Regions from separate parts of the Mus musculus genome. Here region 2 is linked to region 1. Evidence: chromatin contacts called from public Hi-C data. All regions are on one chromosome and are shown on one strand. Each heading gives the region's core, a stretch centred on a gene start, on an enhancer-like site or on the middle of the called end of the contact. The rest is flanking DNA. Distances are from core to core; before and after follow the strand shown.

Region 1 (3,803 bases), core at 866-3,365:
GTGAGGCACTGTTACCTGGAGACATAGATGAAATAAACACTTAAGTTTTCTCCAAGTTGATTTTGCTGGGGGCATTTTATCACACTAATAAAAACCCTAACTAAGACAATGAATAAAGACATAGAGGAGAATATGTTGAGGAATAACTGAATTATTACATGATTGGAAAACGGAAAATAGTCAGGCACTTTAGGCTAAAAACAGTTTGGAAGGCAGATGGAAGCCGTTTCACAAAAGACCTAGGACACCAAATTACGATAATTCAAGCTGGTTGTGTAGACAAACAAGCTTCTGAAAGGCTTTGGAGAGAAACTGTGCTATCAAAAATGAGCTGAAGGCATCCCTTGAGGAAGTGCCTCAGCAGTTAAGAGCAATTGCAGCTGTGCAGAAGACCAATTTCAGGTTCCATCACCTACATGATAGTATCCAACCTTTTGTAAATTTAGTGCCAAGGGTTGAATGACATCTTCTGATCTCCACAGGCACCAGGTATGTATGTGGTGAACATGTGTAGATACAAGCAAAACACTCACATACATGTAATATAATATAACAATAATAGTGTGCTGACGGGATTCTATTTAAGTAGTCATAGGTAAGAAAATAAGGGTGAAATAATGTGAAGAGTGGGGGTGGGGCAGAGGAAGAAGAAGGGAGAAGGAAGAAGGCAGGGGAGTGGTGGGAAGGAGAGATTGAATTCAATAATGGTGAGAAAGAGAAAAGAGGAACCCGCTTCCTTGAGGTTTCTAATCGTATGTGTCCATGAATAAGATGCCATTTGGACTTAATGAGGATGCAACAAAGAGGGATTGGGCTGGAAGAAGAAATGAAGCTTGCTACTCTGTAATGTCCTTGAAAGCAGAGGTGAGTAACTTTGGGCTCAGCGTGAACTAGCCCAGGAGCCTCTTCTTTCTAACCACCCTTGAGCTGTACCCCTCAGCCTCAGTTTCTCTCAATTCTTTGGAGCAACCAGGCCTCTGGCAACCAAAGAGAGGGACAGGATGGTACAGTGGGGAGAGTTGAATTACCCCAACGTGACCTCTGTACATTGCCTGCTTCTAGCACCTCATTTTCTGATGCTTCTCAGCCTTGTCCGGAGCTAATGAACCTCAGAGAACAAAGCTGTCTTTTGTTTGTTTGTCATTTTGAGGTTTTTCCGGTTGATTACGATCTATGCCAGCAAGAGGATATAAAATCACCAGCAATTCTTAGCTGAGGATCACAGGGCATTTTTATCCCCTTCTGAGAGAATGCTGAAGTTAATGTAAAAAACGCTGTCCTAACCACTTTAGATGAGAGAAACTGTTAAAAGGATTTTTTTTTCTGTATTCATTTTTCTTCTCATGTGAACTGTTATTCCCCCTCCTTTTAGCATTTTCTGCTTTGTTTCACACCCCCTGTAAATCAGGTGCCTTTTTAAAAAGAGCAAAATTTGAATTCCTTCTTACAGACAAAAAACTACAAATGACTCTCACTCTCCATGAGCCCAAAGGAAACAAGAAGAAAAAAACAATCTGCTATGTGGCGCCACTTTGAGGTTTGCCCTCATCAAGCCATGGTGTCTCTTTCCCACAGACCATTTTTGATACCCACCCCCAATCTCTATTTTACACTTAATCTCAGTCTTTGAGACTTCTCACTCTTCTTGGAAAGAATTCTGCCTTAGCAGCTTCAGTCTTCTGGGGGAATATAATTATCTAAACTGGCATGGATCCAGAACTCAGCTCCCCCATGAAAATGATTCCTTATTAAAGATTAAGTGGTAACAAGTATGTCAACAGCACTCCCAGCTCTAGAATAATTCTGAGCAAATAAAAAATGGCAACGGTTCCTATTTTCTATCTGGAAACTCTCTCTGGGCCTCTTTGTACCCCAGGTGGCACAGAGTTCTCTAATTTGTTCAGGTGTTGGATCATGGGAGCCAGTAGACAGGTGATGGGGACAGCAGCTTTATCTACCGTGAGGATTCAGGGGATGCAAGCCAGGGAAGCAGCTGGTTTTGAGGCAGCCTGGTGGGGCTGGCTTTTCTAGGGATGCTGAGCCAGGCCACTAGTCCTGCTCAATCCAGGCCTCCTTCCTGTTTCCTGTAGCCTCTGACTTGGCTGACATGGCAACACTGCCCTCTTCTGGGACAGCACAGTCATCACACTTCACCTGAGTTCCCATATCCAAGGACAATGGCTGGCAGCATAACCGGGAGCAGAAAGGAAGTATGCGGTCAGTTCTTTCGTGGCTAGAATGTCAAGAGTCCCCATCTGTGATATCTGCCACAGCCCAAGCTTTTGGAATCGGACAGACAGCTCTGCCATGTATTTATTATGTGACCCTGGGCATGCTTTACCTTTCTAAAACTCAGAACAAAGAGAGAGTCACTATGGTGCATAGAAATCGAGGTTTTGCTTTTTAGCCGGGGTGATCATGCCTTCACCTTTTCTCAAGATTTCTAAGTTTATACTAGCTACATTAGTGTAATTATTAGCGATACCTTATTTGCTCTTAAATGACCCCCTTTTCTTTATTACAGTGCTAGTCTTCCCATGGTTATGTGTTTGTCCTACTACCCACTCTCCCTAGGTAGCTCAGGCTAGCCTAGAATTCTCTTTGAAGCCAAAGATGACCTTGGAATGTCTGAATCTCCCACCCCTACCTTCTGTGCCCTGGGATAACAGGCAACACACCTGCTTTGTGCTGGGCTGGAGTACCCACCCATGTTCTATGCATAATAGACACTCACACTACCAACTAAGGGATATCCCGAGCTCTTTTTTTTTTTTTTTCAAAAGAGCAGTATGAAGATGGATAGACAGCTCAGTGGTGACAACTGGCTGTGTTTCCAGAGGACACAGGTTCCATACCAAGCACCCACATGGTGACTCATAACTGTCTGTCACTCTTCTCACTGGAGATCTAAACCCTCTTCTGACCTCGGGAAGCACCAGGCACAGATGTGGTACATGGACATGCATATTCAGGCAACCCATCCATACATATAAAATAAAAATACAGGAAAAAAGTAAAAGCCATTCCTTTCCATTAGTCCACGGGGTTGCTAGCTTCCCTCCCTGCACTCAGCAAAGAAAGGATATGACACCATCAGGAAAAGTCTAAAAATGCTACAACAGGCACCAGAGCAACTGTAGAGGGAGCCTGAGCAAACTTCTCCTCAGCACAAGAGCCATGCTAACATTTGCTTGGCCCCCCTGCAGGACTGCAGCAAGGCTCACAAGCAAAGAGTGTGAAAAGGCAGTATGAGATAGAAGTGAAGAACTGGTCTCCTTGTAAATGAGTATCAACTACCCACAGTTGAAAACCTAAGGAAAAAAAAAGATAAAATTAAAACATATAAAAGCACAAGCTCTGTGAATATATGTATTGCCTCCATGTCTGAGAAATGTAGGGAATTAAGGAAATGTCTGCTCATGTGGTAGCTCAGATCATTGACAATGGCTAAATTTTGTTACATTGACATCCCTGAGGGGAAGCTGGCACCAATGCCAGGGTAGCAGCTGATCTGCATGTCTATTTACATAAATTTGCATTGGCCTGGTGTTGAAATATAAATGCTGATATTAAAGAAAGTCATTTTCTTCCAGATTAAGGCATCTCAATATAGTACAGCCGCAAAGATGCACACTGGTCTTTGACCTTGTATTTGCATGACCTTGAATGAGTGATGATCTCATTGTATTGTTTCCTTATCCAGAAATGGAACCAATAATAGCACTCGCCAAAGAAGGTTGGTGCAAGGATTAAACGAGCTAATGTGAGTGAGGGATTTAGAGCATGGCCTGGCTTATTAAGCT
Region 2 (4,187 bases), core at 1,254-3,753, 250 kb before region 1:
GTTAAGAATGGGTAAATATTGAACACACACTGTACACTTTATATGAGTCATCTCCTTTAACATTCTCAAGGTCAACATGCCACTATCCCTACTTTCAGGATAGACAAACTAAGGTTTAGAGAAGCCTATGTGACCAAGAATTTCATCGAATGAGTGAAATTGGAGCTTGCAGCAGATGTCTTTCCAAAGGGACTATGAACTCTTTATCAACTTTGTGCCTGATTGACCTGGTTCCATCTTACTTAAATTCAGTGTTCATATCTAAAGAAGTATTTAACTCTCCTTTGATCTGAAAGAAAATGAAAGGCCAAATATTAATTCCAAACCAGGATTCTCAGCTTTAGTTTCTTCATCAATAAAATACATTAAGTTTATAACTACCTTGTAGGGGTGCCGCAAGAATTCAATTTTGTAATGCAGATAGATGTCATTGTTTTATAAAGCTTAACAGCTAGTACCAAAGTAAATTACTATTTTTATTCTTATTGCTGTTGTCTTCATGTAAACTAGGCTCACAAAGATTATTGGATTAGCAAAACCAGTTGTGACTGCCTACCTGGTGTCTTTGGAGAGGCCCCAACTTTAAAGGCAATCAATATATCCTTCTCTCCGAGAACACAAAGGAAACACTGAATAGATATTTATTGTCTTCCAGCAATAATTGATTAGAGGATGGGAGTTGTTTTGTCGATCTTCCATCACAGTCCTTGAATAAAAGGTTAGTAAATAATTATGGTAACAAAAAAATCATAACACATTCTCCCTCAAATCCCACCCACACAGTCTCTCCAGCATGCATGTCTTTGAAAATAGTCTTTACAAATATGAATATGTGGGAAAATGTTTCTTAGTCGCATCATAAGTAAGAAATAGAAAAAATCAAATAGAGATTACTACCTTGTCTCCCTATACTGGGGGACAATATATGGCATGAAAGAAGGGATAAGGCCACAGGTAGCTAAGGGGAGAGAGTAGAAAGAGACAACCCATGCCTGGAATGTCTAAGCCAGTGGAACATTTGAACAGTCCTTTCTGTCATCATGTAAGATTAAGAACACAAAGTAATTTCATCCAAATACTAAAGATATAAAGGAATGGGGAATTTGACTGGGAGTGTTTAGAAATAATGATTTCTGGAAATCAATTGTGACTTAAAATTTGAGTTCTGTCTTTGTAAAATAAAATGGAAAACGGGCACAATTTATGCTTACGTGAATGCGCATAGAAACAAAAAAAAATGCACACACACACACACACACACACACACACACACACACATACACACACACACACACACACCATCTCTTCTTCAGCACCACCATCTTCTGGTCATGGACCTTATGTTTTCCTCTCCAGATATGGAACGTAGATTCTTGCTTAGAAATTTCCTGATGAAGGATGGCTATCTAATCAGCATCACTCCCCTCTAGGACTGCTTCCCATAGTATTTTTAACACCTCATGCACATACCACAGGCACACTCAAAGCAAGGATTCTCCTGCACTCGTTCTTTCTCTTCTTGGAAGACTTATCATTTCTCAGCCTAACCTCTTTCTGTTCCACATAGTTTGTGTTTTGGAGCAATAGAACTATGATAGAAACTGAGGTGATCTCTTGCAAGAGGATGGGAACTGGACAGTGAGACACATACATGTATACAGCATCACAGGAGCTGACCCAATGTGCATAATACTCATGTACACATGATCAAATATGTGTATGTGTATAATCATGCTCATACATACAGAACACACAGAAGCATGAGTCAGAATCACACATGAGCATAATCCAAACACACATGCACACAGTAATTCTATATGTGCTTAATCTATACAGACATCCAGGCCCGCTTAATGACATATGATCATAGGCAAGATGCAACTATGCACACCCAGTCTCACATGCACATACTCAATGCACACATTACTGCACATAAAATAACACGTTTAGCATAACTACACACATAATGCATACATATACAATCTCTCGTTTGCCCAGACACAAAGGCTCCTCAAAAATTTTACAGTTGAGCAGAACACTGAGGAGGTGGCATGTATGGCTGGGCATTGGACTGGTGTCCCTTCCCACTCTTCACCTTTTCTTACAGGTGCACACAACAGCACCCAAACATTTATCCCTCCAACTAACACATTGGATAACAAGCTTCAAGCAACTGTTTCTTAAGCATAGACATAATCCAGACAGAAAGAAAACAGGGACACAGGAGGACAGAAACATAAACATCCTCTTACATGTTTAAAGTAAGTATAATTTAGAATGTTCATTGCTTCATCAGCTACACCTTGAGAAGAATTTTGAGTCAAGCAGAGCTACAGAATGACAGCACCTGTGTTTGATCTAAGGTTATCTGCTTGTGGCCCCTCAAGTAACTATGGCCTGTGGTCTGGAGAATCTTTACTTTCTGGTTCGCCTAAAGCATGCTTCATAAATACATTCTTCTCAACCCTTTTTGTGGCCCTGCATCTCCATCATGTGGGAAGAACTGGCACTGCACCCCACTTAAGCGTTCAGGAAAACTGAAGCTTAAACTGACAAGAGAGAACAGGACTTGACAGATCACGGATGGCATCTTCCCTGTTCCTAGTGATGGCACGGAGGACAAATATATTTAGGGGCTTTTATCACATATTTAATCCTTATAGCACCCTTTTGTAGAATGCTTCTATCTTCTATTTTAAGAAAGATACTGATGAAGAATCATGTCCTTTACCCAGATGCAGTTAACCTTTCTGACTTCCAAATCCCTTTCATTTTATTTATTTCACTTGTAGCACCTACTGAAATTATAAAATATGTGGAAATAATGCTCCTAGACTAACATATGGTACTTCTAAGTAGCAGTGAGTTTTTAAAATGTATTTTGAAGACAGCAAAAGCACAAAAAAATATTCACTATTTCCTTACCAAGTCTGATTTTCCTGCCTGAGTAACCTCTTCCCGGGTCTCCCATGTTTCATATCTATATCAGAACTATAGCTTTACCAATCCGAACTATGTGTCCTGGAGTAAAACACAGTCACTTTTGGGTTTTACCTAGTTGAATAAAGAGAATATTGTATTGCATCTAAGGTCTGATTAGCCCCCAACATGTGCTGAAAAACAGCGTCTCTCTAAGAATCCTCCAACCCTACATCACCAGATTCATTCTGCTTATAGACTGAGTAGCTACTGAGTTCTTAGCCTCTCTGACACACAAACAGCCATTGTTAAGACCATATAGCCCAGACAGTATAACCTACTCAAAGAGATCATTTCTGTAATATACACTCATTCCATCTTTTCAATTCTTCAGAGAATTCTAGTTAGTATTATTATGACTTGTTATGCTAGTGACTCTGGAGGTCCTGAGTAGTAAGATAGATCAGCGTTGCAATCATTCCCATTTACACTAAGATGCGTAACGTGAATATGCACTCAGTAAGTATGCAAGTCCATCATGATACGAAGTGTAAACAAAGCATGTTTTATTAAGAAAGTAGTATGGTCAGAGAATACATGTGCATTGAAAATACCCAGGAGTCAAATTATGAATCACATTTTGGTTTCTCTCAGGTAAACATGCTATAATTTGTTTAAACATGTAAATCAGGGGCTGGTGACGTTACCTAGGCTGTGGGTCACCTTTTAAGACAGAATTCCCAATGGAGGATGTTACATTAGCCAAGAGAAGACATATTTAAATAAACAAAATGGTAGCATTTGGAAGGGACAAAAGACAATATAGTGAAAACATTTCAAATCAGGCATGAACAGTAAGCAAGGCATAATGGATTGTCAGCAGTAGACCCCCTAGCCTGGCTTCAGAAGTCTCTCACAAACTATAATCTCAGCATCTGAAAATTCATCTTGCCACAGTGGCAAGATGTGAAAGCCTAAGCAGAATGCCCTTATGGTTGGTCACTTCCTATTATATAGTTCATTATAACAGAGACTAGTTTAACCCTGTTATAATTTTCACATTTTTCACAGATGCACACAATGAAAAAGTCCATGTCCTGGAAGGCCACTTTCTATGTACAATAATGGTTGAAACATGCTGTATGTGTGCAGTAAGTCATTCATTACAGTAACCACTGGTAATATCTTATACCCTTAGTAGCTCTAGACCTTCTACAATATGCTAGGATGTATCTACTCCCAATGGAGCCATTTGAATTATTATTACA

The links. Hi-C and Micro-C count contacts between places; a contact is called where the count stands out from the background.
Region 2: a Hi-C map of cerebellar granule neurons shows a contact between it and region 1, with 2.9 times the contacts expected there. The contact joins two enhancer-like sites. A contact is called at or near these places in 14 of 484 Hi-C or Micro-C datasets (brain, cerebellar granule neurons, cerebellum and 5 more) and 1 of 115 datasets of contacts at active chromatin or transcription factors (fibro-adipogenic progenitors).

The regions. Positions count from the first base shown.
Region 1 is chr4:66,521,968-66,525,770 of GRCm38.p6, reverse strand. No RefSeq gene overlaps it. Among named protein-coding and RNA genes, the nearest start is that of Gm25480, 20 kb to the left of the region's middle. Within about 2 kb of position 2,115, at least 18 of the 459 cell types and tissues checked have an H3K27ac peak or open chromatin away from gene starts, as enhancers often do. A contact at or near this core is called in cerebellar granule neurons and cerebellum, where this site is marked.
Region 2 is chr4:66,767,232-66,771,418 of GRCm38.p6, reverse strand. No RefSeq gene overlaps it. Among named protein-coding and RNA genes, the nearest start is that of Tlr4, 58 kb to the left of the region's middle. Within about 2 kb of position 2,503, at least 26 of the 459 cell types and tissues checked have an H3K27ac peak or open chromatin away from gene starts, as enhancers often do. A contact at or near this core is called in cerebellar granule neurons and cerebellum, where this site is marked.